2 separate regions of the Mus musculus genome follow, and region 2 is linked to region 1. Evidence: chromatin contacts called from public promoter capture Hi-C data. All regions are on one chromosome and are shown on one strand. Each heading gives the region's core, a stretch centred on a gene start, on an enhancer-like site or on the middle of the called end of the contact. The rest is flanking DNA. Distances are from core to core; before and after follow the strand shown. Region 1 has its middle 18 kb from the start of Gm23649. Region 2 overlaps Lclat1 (lysocardiolipin acyltransferase 1).

What was found. Promoter capture Hi-C pulls out the DNA fragments that hold promoters and counts their contacts.
Region 2: a promoter capture Hi-C map of the HPC-7 cell line shows a contact between it and region 1, with 3 times the contacts expected there. The contact joins two enhancer-like sites. A contact is called at or near these places in 4 of 39 promoter capture datasets (the C10 cell line, the HPC-7 cell line and stem cell-derived epiblast-like cells), 1 of 15 datasets of contacts at CTCF or cohesin (the NIH/3T3 cell line), 6 of 484 Hi-C or Micro-C datasets (the HL-1 cell line, the HPC-7 cell line, embryonic stem cells and 2 more), 1 of 115 datasets of contacts at active chromatin or transcription factors (the HPC-7 cell line) and 1 of 9 other capture datasets (liver).

The regions. Positions count from the first base shown.
Region 1 is chr17:73,001,901-73,009,066 of GRCm38.p6, forward strand. No RefSeq gene overlaps it. Among named protein-coding and RNA genes, the nearest start is that of Gm23649, 18 kb to the left of the region's middle. Within about 2 kb of position 3,356, at least 47 of the 459 cell types and tissues checked have an H3K27ac peak or open chromatin away from gene starts, as enhancers often do. A contact at or near this core is called in the HPC-7 cell line, where this site is marked.
Region 2 is chr17:73,192,572-73,199,737 of GRCm38.p6, forward strand. It overlaps Lclat1 (lysocardiolipin acyltransferase 1), which reads left to right. Exons shown (of 6, transcript NM_001177967.1): 5 at 4,108-4,224. It also overlaps the pseudogene Gm25406. Among named protein-coding and RNA genes, the nearest start is that of E330032C10Rik, 55 kb to the right of the region's middle. Within about 2 kb of position 4,735, at least 17 of the 459 cell types and tissues checked have an H3K27ac peak or open chromatin away from gene starts, as enhancers often do. A contact at or near this core is called in the HPC-7 cell line, where this site is marked.

The DNA.
Region 1 (7,166 bases), core at 2,106-4,605:
TAAGATACCTGAAGTAGCAGTATGAGGAAGGAAGGGTTTATTTTGGCTCCAAGCTTAAGGCTACAGTTCACGATGGTGTGTGCGCATCAGGGAGCCGGGGATCCCGTGGCTTGATCTTGAGGCCTCAGGTCACATTGCATCTGAAGTCAAGAAGCAAGGGGCAATGATTGCTTTCATACAGCTTACTTTCTCATTTTGTTATTCTCAGCCCTAGACCCCAATCTATGAAACAGCACCACCCACATTTAGGATGAGTCTTTCCACCTCAGTCTAATCTTGACATGTCCAAAGACTGGTTTCCATGGTGATTCTAAGTACCTGATGAGGTTGACAAACAAGATTAATAGTCCCAGTCATCATTGTGGGGACATTTTGAGTTTATGGTGGCTTCTGATCCCAGTTGTCCTGAGACTGGGGAGCAGCTCATTTGTCCTCTAGATTTACCTCCAGGCACTGCTCCAGCTGTCTTAGTGAAAATTTGGGCATCAAGCAACAGAAACCAACTTGGGTTAATATATTATATTAATATACTGGGTTAAGTTATATATTGATTGAAAAGAGACTAGACCACTTTTCATAATCATTGTAAAGGCTGAGTAACAAGTGCCCCATGCAGAAACTGAAGCTGGCAGAGGTCAATTCAGCTCATATCAGAAGAATCCTGTGGGATGTTCGTATAGCCCCTACTGCCTGCTGCCACACTGGGCTCTTTATTGGGAAAGTCTTATGTAACTTACATTTTTTAACCTTAATTTTAATAGTAGTTTTTAAATGTTTTAATCTCTTTTTTAGTGAACTACCCACCTGAGGTAGTGGAAGAGAAAGGTTATTAGGATACGGGGGAAGTGGACCTGTTTAGAAATGGGTTTTGGGGAGTAAATCCCATCTGCGCTGTCAGGATATCAGCAGTTTAGTTTATAGGTTTTAGCTGTGGCAGCTCCATCCACTTAAAAATACTTCACAAATATATCAGCAGTCCAGTTTAGTAGCTTATAGGATTTGCTAGCATTTACTCATAAATATGTCGTGGATGTCTTAGCAGTCTAGTTTAGTAATGTCAAGATAGCAAACAATCGGCAGCAGAAACAGTCAGGTCTCAGCTGAATTGGCACGAGTCAGAAGTAACCAGGACCATGCCAAGAGAAGTTCTCTGCTGTGCCTCTCTCAACGAAGTGAAGATCAGTGAAGACGCGAGTCTAAGTAGTATTGTAAAGCTAGGTATGTAAGCAAGTAAGCCATTATCACTGTCTGTTGGGTCCGATTTATACTCTCTCTAAGCATCACATGTCCTTTATGAGTCTTGTCTTACCACATGACTTGTCTCTCAGTATGTGAGTCTGTCTTAGTAGAACTTTGTGTGAGTCTTTCTCAGCTGACCTCACCCTGCCAATCAGCCCAAGTCTGAGGCAAGAAGCCTCAGGAGCCTCCCGAGTTCTTCGGTGCATTTCTCTCTGTGGGGTCATGACAAACAGAACCCAACAACATAGTGTAAGGTGAACCAATATTCACGTGTCCTTAGTGAAGAGTCTTTTTTCAGTCTTCCTAGTATGTGACCTGCTTTAGCAAAACATCCTTTTACCTGTGTCTGCTTTAGCGAAACATTTTCTTCACATGTCTGCTTCAGGGAAATATCCTTTCACCTGTGTCTGCTTCAGCAAAACATCGCTTCACTTGTGTCCACTTCAGGACAACACTCTTTCATGTGTTTGCCCCAGCAAAAGACCATTTGACACAACTGACTTTCTAAGGACACTAGGAGTTTCTACTTCACCCTGGCCCCTCCAGTACCATTCACTTCCAAGTCTGCTACCATGAGCAAGCTTCTGACAGACCCTTAAACACAAAGGTGTGACATGTCTAGATCCTAAGTTCCAGGCAGGCACATCAGTTGGCTGTACTTCTGTCCACACTAATCTATCCGAACTAAAGAAAAGAACTTTGGATGCCCCACTCACTTTCATGGGTCCTAGGAAGAGCTTTGGTGCTTTTCTCTCATCATTCCTCAGAAAACAGAAGTGGATGCTCACAGTCAGCTATAGGATGGAACATAGGCCCCCAATGGAGAAGCTAGAGAAAGTACCCAAGGAGCTGAAGGGGTCTGCAACCCTATAGGTGGAACAACATTATGAACTAATCAGTACCCCCCTGAAGCTTGTGTCTCTAGCTGCATATGTATCAGAAGATGGCTTAGTCGGCCATCATTGGAAAGAGAGGCCCCTTGGTCTAGCAAACTTTATATGCCCCAGTAGAGCGGAACACCAGGGCCAAGAAGTGGGAGTGGGTGGGAAGGAGAGCAGGGCAGGGGGAGGGTATAGGGGACTTTTGGTATAGCATTTGAAATGTAAATGAAGAAAATATCTAATAAAAAAGAAAAGAAAAGAAAAGAAAAGAAAAGAAAAGAAAAGAAAACAGAAGGGGGAGCAAACGGAGAGCACGCAGGAAATCCTTCCCTACTGTAGAGTCCACTGAAGGGAGAAAGAAGCTCTGGTCTCCCCTGCGGCTTCTCTATGAAATGGGAATGCCTTTCTTTCTTTCTTTCTTTCTTTCTTTCTTTTTTTCTTTCTTTCTTTCTTTCTTTCTTTCTTTCTTTCTTCCTTCCTTCCTTCCTTCCTTTCTTTCTTTCTTTCTTTCTTTTTTTTTTTTTTTTTAGTTAAACCACTTCAAGCATAGTTTGTGTTATTTGCCGTCAAAATGATGTTGTCTGTTAACCGGTTCCATGGTTCTCCCAGGAGCTATTTGGGGATTTGTGGAGTGTAGCTGTACCTCTTGTCTAGAGTTTTGCCTTTTGAGGTCTCAGTTACCTGAGCTCCATGGGAACGTCTAGGAAAAAAGAAATAAAGATAAGTTTTACATTCTGTAGCCTTCAGTGTAGCATGGCAAGAAGCTTCCTCCGTCCTTATCTCGAGTAATGTAAGACTTGTCCCTTTGTCTGGCATATCCACCCTGTATATACCACCTACCTATCAGTCACTTACTATGAGTCTAGAAATCAGTTATGACATCTAATGTCGAATTACCACAGTGCTTGTGTTCAGTAACCCTTATTGTATGACCTGGAAGCTCAGAAGTTACAGTACTGCAATTTTTCCACAGTGCATTACAATTGTTCTTTTTATCATCTGTCACTGGTTTTAATCCCAAGAATCCAATGGGAGACTTGAGATTTATGTTCCACAGAAAGGGGAATGTCTATGTGTGTCACCGTTTAGTGGGTGACTGCTGTCTCGAGACCCCACACACCCCGTAAAGCACAGCAAGAATGACCTGCACCGAATGCCAGTCATACCCACTGACAGGACATGCCACAGCCGCATCAGTCAACACTGAGGCTGATCACAGTCAAACCTCCTCAGCTTCCTGTTATAACTCAGATGACTGGCTCACTGAGCAGGAAGCTGAGATGAACGGCCCTTCAGAGGGAGGCTTTCTCGGATAAGTTATAGCATCGGCAGCATGACGAGGCCCTGAAGTGGAAGAACAAGGCTTCAGGTCTGCAAAGGGACTTCATGAAGAGAAATGGCCATCACAGACAGTGGGCAGAGAGCCCTGAAGGGAAGAGGCCTTCAATTCTAGACCACAAAGGGAGTCTCTAATTCTTATAGATGTCTGGGGTGTCATGAGGGGAAATTTCATACCACTCGTGTCTCAAGGCAGGAAGGCATTGAATAAAAGTGAATTTAAGATTCACTTTTATTTTAGGGTTGGGCATGAGGGTGGCTGTGGGTTATCAGAAGCTGCAAGAGACGAAGACCATAAGGCCACAACAGCTTTGTTTATCACCCCTTTGCCCAGGGAGAGAGAATGAAGGAGAGGTGTCCTGATTTCTGGGAGGCAGGGCAGCCAGAGGGTCTGCAACCTAACACTTTCCATAGAAGTTGAACAAAGCTTCACTATCGACAACAAAGTAGAAAACAGTGACCAAATAAATCCTCAGAGCCATCCAAACCACATACTTACCATCCCTGAGAATAGACCAGCCCTCACTTTATTGATAGCTAAAGAAACTGAGTCAAAGAGTCAACGCATTATTCAAGGTCTCATAGCACACATGGTGGCAGAACTCAGTGCAAAGACCAACTTCTGGCCCCCATGTAGTGCCTGACTGTTTAAAGGGGGGGAGGGGCAGGCTTGAGGAAAAAACAAAAACAAAAAAACGCTACTTGCAATCTAGCTCTGATTCCAGGACACTCCTAGGAGCTTCCCAGTGATTACCTTGAGGGCTCAAGGCTGCGCTCTGTCTTAGGCTGCCACCTGGTAGGAGACAGGCCGGTGTGGAGGGGCCGAACTTTGTGGGCAGACCTGGCACCAAGCAAAAAGAACAGAGACTTGCCCCCGGGGAGGACGAAGGCTCCACCTGGATTTGCAGACCTGGCTCTGTTACTTTCACCAGATAATCACACAGGAACTAATTAGCACCTTCTTTTTGAGCACAGCCCTCTAGGGCCCCAGGATGCTCAGGGGAGACAAGAAACCCATTAATTACCTTATCAGGAAGCACTGATAAGAACCTGCAGAAGATATTGCTCTGAGCTAATTAAAGAGGGCAGAGAAGGAAAAGAATGTGTCACCCTCCCACAGCACCTGACACAGACTTTGATCCAACCCCCCAGAAACTTTGAATCCCCAAGCTGAGAGCAGAAGACTCCAGACCATCCAAGGAAACTTCATCTTTGTGGTTCATGACTCCACCATGTGAGGTTCGGGAGTGAGCACGCCGGATGTGATGCTGGAGCATCCAGATCGAAGGCTGAGGTTGTGGGAGCCTTGTGGGAGCTGTCTCCCAGGACCCTATAACAGAGTACCACTAGGTTCCTGTCTCCTCTCACTGGTGTTAGTAGCAGGCCTACTTGGTTAGAGAAGAAAACAAGATATGACACACCAAGTCAAGGAACATTTGAGTATGAAAAGCTCGGAGCTGGACTTGAACCTAGACCTTTATCTCCCCACTCCTCTGTGGAATGATTTTATGGGTCTGGGGATGCTGGCTGGAGCCATACCTGGCTTATAGTCCTGGGATCATTCCCTTCGGTAACCCCTTTGAGCCAATCCCTGTTGCAGGAAATATTTAAAAATAGAACCAGCAGGCTTCCCGCGCTACCTCCAACTCGGCATCTCTCTGAGCCTGTGCTCCGCAGTCTCATGCCGGATCACTGCTGCCAGGCCCGCACATGTGCCGGCAACTCTCAGCCCCATTAGCTCTGTATCTACCCACCAATTCTCAGGCTGGGCCGGAGCTCCTGAGTTCTCTTCACTACAACGCCAGCCCACGCAATGACCGTCAACCCCACAGTCAGCCACAACACTCATTTACCCGGTAGAATCAACTCTTAAAGCTTATAATTAACCAATCAGATTTATGTATCAATAAAATCTCAATTTACAAGATGCCAATACAATATTTTCAGAGCCAATTGATAATGATGAAAGCATTATCCCAATTAGTCTAAACTTATGATATCATAACTACCTGTGGCTGGTTATAGCCATGCTGGTTCATGTCCACTTCCATTTTGCCTTCCCCTTCCTCTCAGACACTGGCTCTCTCAACTCTTAGCTCCGCCTCCCTTTTCCCTGTCCAATCACAGGCCTTCAGCTGCCCTAATGTAATTGGGCAGGGAAAATCCTGCAACAAATCTCTTTCTTTTCTTGAGCCTTGGTCTCTTTGTGCTTGATGTGGAACTAGCCGTGTCTACTCAAAGGGCTCTTGTGAGAAACAATAACTCATGCAGGTCACCTAGGACAGGGATCCACAATCATACCTTTGTCCGTAATGGGCCATTTTACAGACATATTTTTTAGGTATGGAATTTCAATTGCACTGAAAACCAACCGTGCAAGCCACCAAAAGGGGTGACATTTTGAAGAGACGGTGGTGGGTAGCTTGGCCTCTACCCACTCAAACCTACTTGACAAGCATCAAAGACTCTGCCTCGGGGCACATTTGGACAACCTGTGTCTGAGGAAAGCAGACTGCTCTGAGGTTTCAAGAGACTGTGAATAAATATCCCATGAGAGACAAAGATGCCATTTTATCCCGCAGAAGACATGGACGACCCACTATCCAGAGCCTATGCATCTGGGCTAGTCTCTCAGGAGAGTGAATGGGTGTCACTGGACCCCTTTTTCCTTGTTCCCAGATGGTTGCTCAGCCTCGTGCACCTGTAGCAGGGAGGAAATAATCTGAATGCCTTGGTACCTGACCTATGACCTTGCCTCATCATGGTACTAGCCAGTCTGGGTTCCGTTGGGCTAGAGTAACATTGTGTATAGTCAAACCTGTCAATGCCTCCTAGGAGTGTCACATATATCACGGTAGCTGCCCTGCTGCTGAATATGCACAAAACATCCTAAAGAGGCGTCCTTCCTGAAGCCATAATCAAGTCAAGAGCTGGGGATACTGAACTTCGTGTCCTGGGGTGCAAGCGGCTCAGAGAACCAACGCCGACTCCCCAGAGATGGCCATGGTCATGGCAGCATCGAAGAGCAGAGCATTCCACGAGCACGAAGCAAATGCTTCGCTAAAGGAGACCCGAAACACTAGCTGTATCGGCACTGTGAGAGTTCGGGATTATTTGTAATGATTGGAGAAACCCTGTGGACATATACTGTCCCACCTCTGCCCTCGGTTTTGCCAGTCTGTTCAAAACTCAATTTTGACTAAACAGCGCTTATCTACGGTGTGTCTCAGCGTTGTTAGGTGTGTGCTAGGATTACCTCATCAAATCCTTAATGCTGCAAAGCAGTACAGAGATACTCATACCAAATTATGATTGTGACTTTGAGTCTGGGGCCCTGGCCTCGTCCCAAAACTATTAAACATCAAGATCCAAGGCAAGGCATTCAAAATCGAGTCTTAAATTCCCTCCCTGCCTTCTCCGTGATTGTCTTCCAGGGGAATCTGGTCTGTGTCCAGCCATTCTCCACACCGGGAGATACCCACACCCAGAATACGCCAGAATCAAAGATGGATCAGCATAGTGGAACGGGAAGGGAGAATGGGCAGAGTGCGTTCTAGCTGGTTCTGATTTTAACCAGAGAGGTTCCTTTATTTTCTGGTCTATAAAGCAGAGGGAGTGGTTCTCGAAACCACTTCCTGCCCTGCCTCCCCACTGGTGACTGCCTGTGAGTCTCTGAAGGGCTGTGGGTCTCCATTTAATGTGTTTATG
Region 2 (7,166 bases), core at 3,485-5,984, 190 kb after region 1:
ATTAGTATGTTTCATGGCTTTCTATACGTTTTGTCTGTGTATACTATTATTGTTTATAACATCTTGTTAAGGGAAGAAGTATATATTGGGAAATTATAAAGCACAGAAGTAGACAGACATAGAGGCTGCTGTAATTCCATAGTCCCTGAATGAACACGATTTGAATTTTTAGTTCATTTTGCTCATCATTTAGTCACAGATTCTTACATACATGCTCACATTCTTAGAAATATACGTGCACATACATACCAGCTCCTTTATAACCTTAAAACCAGCAAAGAGAACATGTGTTTTGTGCCCATTTTATTTCTTACTTACATTGTAATCTTTCATATCTTTGGACCTTTGAGCTGATTGTGCAGTTTATATTATGTATTCGGGTTTTTAAAGAAAGAAATATTTAAGGAGAGAGCATGGTGTGCTTTAAGGGAGTGGTTTTTGAAACAGCAGACCTTGCAAGTTCAGATTGGGCCAGTGGTAGTCCTGGGAAGAGCAGCAGTTGAAACCTAAAAGTGGACTACATCATCTTCTGTGTAGTGCAGTTAAGGATACCCTTGTTTCTAAGACAGTTGATTTACATGAAACCCAGTCACATTGTGCAGTAAGTAGTCTGCCCTACTACTCTACCAATTGGAATAGCAATCCTATCAAAAAGTACCTTTACCAGAATCTCTAGAATAAAAGTTTGTACCATCCTAGTTTCTTTTCTGATGTTGTGATAAACATCTTAACTGAAAGCAGGTTAGTGGAGAACTGGGTTTACATCGCCTTACACTCCCAGGTCACAGTCCATCTCTGTGTGGAAGGCAAGGCAGGAACTTGAAACAGCTGGTCACATCCAAAGTTAGCAGGGGAAATAAATTCACCCTTGCTTGCTTGCTTGCTTGCTTGCTTGCTTGCTCTTAGCTAGCTTTCTTCTCTTTTACATTTTTCATGATCCCAACTATAGGAAACGATGCCACCCAAAGTAGGTGACAGTCCCTGGGATATGCCCACTGATCAAGATTAAGACTCTTTAAAAGTGCTTCCAGGTTGTGACAGGTTGACAGTTAAAGCCTGGCGCATGCAGCCTTGTCAGGTTGACATAAAATTTGCCATAACACTTGTTTAGTTCTGTCTGATTTGGAAAGGAAAACTATTTTCAGATTTTAACAATGAAATTCCATAGAATTTGATACTCTTGAACATAAAATTTCTTTATTTAACAAATATTCCAGTGTTTTGAAATTTCATATACAAAATTAATTCCCTTCCATGAAGCTTGTTATATGAAGAAAGAGATAATCAGCTACTAAGAATCCATACAGTTGTCATAAGAGTTGGTATAGAAAAATAAAACACTTGCCCCTAGAGGTATTGTGGGCGTGGCTGCTGTGTCACATGTGTGTCAGGAGGTGGCAGAGAGGGGAGAGGCTGTGAGTGTTCTGACTTACAAACCTAACATTTCCTGGGAAAGGTGAATCTAAGACGACCATCAGTTTGGCATCAGGCTCCCAGGATATGGAACAAGCCAGAGACTAGAAGAATTCCACCTGAGACCACAGCCCTGGGCAGAAGCAAGCCTGGTCCAAGGTCCAAGGATTTAAATTGGCGGACCCCAACATCTATCCCATTAATAAACTGCTGGAGTGTGTGAAGAGGCCGGTCTTATAGATCCCAAACTACAGGATGTCCATGAGACAGGGCAACAACAGGATATCTGGGAGGAGTCTCAGTGAGGTTCCAATACTGATAGAGTAGCAGAAGCCAGAGGCCTCGTGGCAGACCGACTCATTGCAAGGAACATTTGCAAGAAGTGTGGACAAAAGGAAATACTGTGGGACATACTGTGACACACAGCTTCCACAAGAGTTTTATCTGGGGGTCGTATTGCAAGCATGGAAGGTGGGCACGAGGGAAGGGGGAGATGAATGGGATTGGGGTCCATGATGTGAAATTCATAAAGAGCCAATAAAAAGCTAAAAATTTTTTAAAGGGGAAAAGATAAGGCAGGATGGGAAGACAGTAAAAGAAGGAAGCAGGGTGCTAGCCTCTAAGGTGGTCAGGACCAGCCTCTCTGAAGTTTCGGGTAAGTAGGAACTGTGTGTATGAGGTAGAAGACTTCATCTGCAGCAGAAGGCGTGGGTAGCTGAGGAGCAGCTGCACAAGCTGAGGTTGCAACATGCCCAGTTGGCTTGAGAAGCTCAGAGTGGCCAGCGGTCCCATGGGTGTGGGTGGAAGGAGTGGGAGGCTGCAGGGAATGAGCTGACAGGAGGCTGTGGTTGGAAAATGGGATGCCAGTGCAGTTACTAATAATGATGGTCTGGGAAGGGGTGGGTGAAGTGAGGGGCGGAACATCACCACACTGATTTGTCCCATAGTGTGTCCCAAACCGTACATTTTAGCGTTGTGTATATTTGTCTCCACATCTACATCAGACTTGATTTTCACGTGAAAACCCTCAGAGTCACTGATCCTGACAACAAGCTGATGAGAGGTCGCATCTCTCCGATGTCTCTGGGCTCCTTGTCCCCTTTAAGGTCTGCAGCTAGTTGCAACAGAAATGCTGCCACTAGTCTGCTCGTGCCCAGGACATTCACAGCAGATGCAGAATAGCTTACTGATTTCCATGTCCAAGGTCTCTCCTTGTATTGTTGGGAGAGCTGTGGGCATTTGACTCAGTGCCTCTGATAGAAATGACACAGCCCCTTCTGTAAGATTATCTACTGGATATTGTGTTGTGGGATACATCTGTGGTTGCTGGAGGGCTAGAGAACTCACTGATCTTAAATTTACTCCTAGGAAAGTTGTGTTTATATAGATAAATTTTTTTGTACTAGTCTGTAAATTTCCAAACAGAGCTGAGAATTACATGTCCTAACATTTGCTGTCATCAGAAGATATTTCATGATCTCTACTAGTCAAGGCCAAATTTTTGAACACTTTATTTTCCAGTTGTATTTGCTGAGTAACGAGTTTGGTTCTTCTTGGAATTTGTAAAGTGACCTCATGGAATGGAAAAAGAAGTTATTGCCAACAATTGGAACATATACTTGTCTCTGTAACTATATTCAGCCAAATCATGTTCAGATGTGTGTACATGATGTGCTAATCATGTGTCTATTTTGCTGTGCAGTGGTCTGGGTAATATTAGCCACTCTGTGCTTGAGCAAGGCAGGTATTTTATTTTGCTTTCAAAGCCCAAATTATTGGATTAAAAAAAATGTTGATTTGATTGCTAGTTATTTCTTCAGGGTGTTTAGATTTTGTATTTTGTTAATTTTTCATGTTATTAGTCTTTTACGTTTAAATTGTTCTTATGTCAGGATTTTATGATTCTTAGTGCTGCTTGGGATTGAACCTAAGGGGCCTTGCACGTGGCAGACAAGTGACATTGAACATCCCCACCTCACATAAAGATGGTCTTTAGTGAAAACTTTAGCTAATTAGTTTTTTGTTTTTATATCTCAATTTTCATTTCATATCAGTTTTTTTTAAGCCACCTAAGTAATTTTAAAGTTGGGATATAAATTTAAGGATATTAAGGCTTATTCATAACGTAAATTTACATCTGTCTCTATCAACCTATATACCTACCTACCTACCTACCTACCTACCCACCCCCCCACCCAGCCAACTTCAGATATTTGTAAGGGATTATCTCAAATGTTTGCATTGTGGGCTGGATAAATGGCCCAGTGGTTAAGAGCATTTGATATTCTTGTAGAGGACCTGATTTGGGGCCTAAATCTGTAACTCCAGTTCCAGAGGATCTGATGCCCTCTTCTGGCCTCCTTGGACACTGCACACTGTCACACAGACATGCAGGCAAAGCACTCATACACATACTCAGAATGTTTGCGTTGTCTTTGTATACTGTGTAACAACAGAAAAGTGCCTTCTGGGCATATGCAGGGTCTCACAGTGTAGTGGCTAGCCTGGAATTCACTGTGTACACTAAGCTGGTCATGAACTCCTGTAAATCTGCCTGTCTCTGCCTCCCGAATTCTGTGATTGAAGGTGTCACCATCATACCTGGTCATAAGTGTTATTTTTGTACAAGAAGTGCTTAATGTTTTTCCTTAGCTTTTACCTTATGGCTCCTAACAGTCTATTCTTTTTGTCTAGAAAATAATAAGGCTAGGAGTAATGATTTTGCTGAGAAGAACGGACTTCAGAAATATGAGTATGTTTTACACCCAAGAACCACTGGCTTTACCTTTGTGGTGGACCGCCTAAGAGAAGGTAAGTTCTGATCTTAAAATGTGTGGTTTGAAATAAATGTGACACAAATCGCTGAGCTGTGTATGTATATCTGACGTGTAGTGAGCCATATGAATCCAATGACCTGTGACAAATAGTCACCTTCCTCTTCTAAATGTTTCATGTCATAAAATTGCCTGTGCCTAACATGAAAGGCCTTGAAACCTCAAGTAAGAGAAAGTGTCTTTCCTTAAATGGCATCACTGTTCTTTGAGTCTGATGTGTTTTAAGATACAAACTATAATTTGCTAAAATGGAGCCTTTTACATCGAAGTACCGTGATTTTGAAGAAATATTTGCTACCAGCCTAGAATCACATTGGGATGGTAAGACCAAACCTGTCTATGGTCAGTTTGGGTTATTTTTGAAATTCTGTGATTATAACTACTAAGATGTGGTCTGTGGTCTTGACTTTTGCGTTGCCAATGCCTACTGCACACCTCTGCCATCAGCTTGTAGAAGCTTGTAAAGGTGGAAGTCTTTGTCTCTGTATCTGTGCAGAATGGCACGAAGGCATTCAGGTAGTGCCTGTGTTCTCACTTCTGTCTCTCCTCTCTCTAACTTAGACTTACTCTTCTCAGTCCACAGTATGGTTTCCATTTCATGCATTTAGTCATTTCTTTAACTGGGAAGCTAGCACATTACTGTATTTCTTAGTTAATAGAAAATGACTTTTACTCACACAATTATCCTAAGTACAGACAAGATAATGGAGATTGTTTTATAGTTGACTACCCATCTAGAAAATATCTACTAGCAACCTGGTTAACTTTGTTGCACACTTGAAGTGTATATTGCCTAGTTGATACTCAGAACACTAGTCAGGAGCCACAAGTAGTAATTAATTGTTCCCTGCCAGAACTGGTGACTGACTCCCCACAGCCAGTTTATCATTTAAAAAGGAGAAAGACAGATGATAATTCTGCTTATTTCATTTAGAATTGTGGACTAGAAACCTATATACTATAGTGAAAAGAAAAAACATGTTGATGCTTGTTAAAGTAGTAACAACAGCCACTAACATTGAGTTTTTACAAGTGTGGGGCATTGCACTGTTTGTAGTGTAAAGTTTACTTCCTCTTTAGAAGCCTGCAGAGCAGTTCTCAAGTATCACACAGAGCAAGGGCAGACAGCAAGAGGAAGAAAGTCATCAGTTGCTGGATAGTGTGAGACTGAGTAGCATATGCTCTCATTTATAGTATAATAGGAGTTAGTCTCCAAGCCACAAAGACACCTTAGCAGGAGTGAGCTGCGTGGTTTTAAGAGAGGATTGAAAAGAAAGGCAGGCAAAGGATAATGGAAGGGTAATGGTCTCAGGTAGGTGTGGGATGCTGCAAGGTGACAGCAGGAGCAGGCGTGGACTGAGGAGGCACACTACAGTGTTGAGGACAGATTTGGTCTTTTGGCAGAAGTGAGATCTGCACCAAGGGTCACAGTAAAGAGGGTCTAAGAGGCCACTGAGTCCACAGCATTTTTTTTTTTTTTTGAGACAGGGTTTCTCTGTATAGCCCTGGCTGTCCTGGAACTCACTCTGTAGACCAGGCTGGCCTCGAACTCAGAAACCTGCCTCCCGAGTACTGAGATCAAAGGCATGCGCCACCACTGCCTGGCACACAGCATTCTTTTAGGAAAGGAATGTAAGACTCAAGGAGGCCCAGCTCAGCTTTCTGATCTTTAAGCCTTGAAGATCTGCTTTTACAGTACCCTGTGAAAAGAAAGCTTGCTGGTATAACAAATGACCATTATAACCACATTTCAGCAGTATTTCAATGGACCCCCAGGAGCCACACATTAAAATAATCAACCTAAAGCACCGCTTTCATGATTCTCACTTGCAGCGGAGCTCAGTGTGGCTGCTGTCTGTTGCTAGGAAGTGTGGGCAGGCAAACGTGACTTAGAACATCAGGAGTTAAGGATAAAGCGAGAGCAAGCTCTATCTATCTATCTATCTATCTATCTATCTATCTATCTATCTATCTATCTATCTATCTATCTATTTATTTTTGAGACAGGGTTTCTCTGTGTAGTCCTGGCTCTCCTGGAACTCACTTTGTAGACCAGGCTGGCCTCGAACTCAGAAATCAGAGAGCAAGCATTATTTAGCTAGAGCGGAGAGAGAACAAGGAAAGGAGCCCATGTTTTTCTTTAGACTCGGTTTACCAGGGCTGAGAATACTTGGCAATGTGACGCTAACTATGTAAGTAGGGTTGTTTGCAACAGTAACCACAGGGTTTGCCCTGAGTGCCTTCCGTTGTACCATCTGTGTACATGGTTTATCATTCTGCTAGAGTCTTTCTTTTTGGGGGATGTGGAATCGCCCTGCAAATGAATCAGCATTAGTTGTGTTGACTCTTAAAATATGCCAGAAAGTGGTAAGTACAAGCTATTTTCCTAGCATGCTTTTCAAAACTTTATATATTATACTCATAGGTCCTTGTTACCAGCAAGTCATACAGGCGTCTAATCACAGAAACCACAGAAACTTCCATTATGCGAGTGTGTGTGGGGGTATGAGTGTGTGTGTATGTGTGTGTGTGTGTGTGTGTGTGTGTGTGTGTGTGTATGTGTGTGTTTAAAAATGGAAATAATCCAGTCTCAAAACTAGTTACCAACTTAGGGGAAAGAAATTCCTTTTTAACTATATGTTATAATAAAATGTATAATGTTATCTTCAGCCTTGAAATCACTGTCTGCAAACACTATTCATCATAATGTCTGGTAAAGTTTTATTATAGATGATGGCTATTGTAATAATTATTTTCACCAGGAGGAGGCACAGGTGTGCACATTTGAAAGCACTGAGTCTTATTGAAACAAGTTGAAATTAGGCTAGACTACCCAGAGTAAGAGATAAAAAACATTTGTTTCAGAGTATGATCCAATTTGAAATATGATTATCTTCAAGAAGTTTATTGTCTTAATGG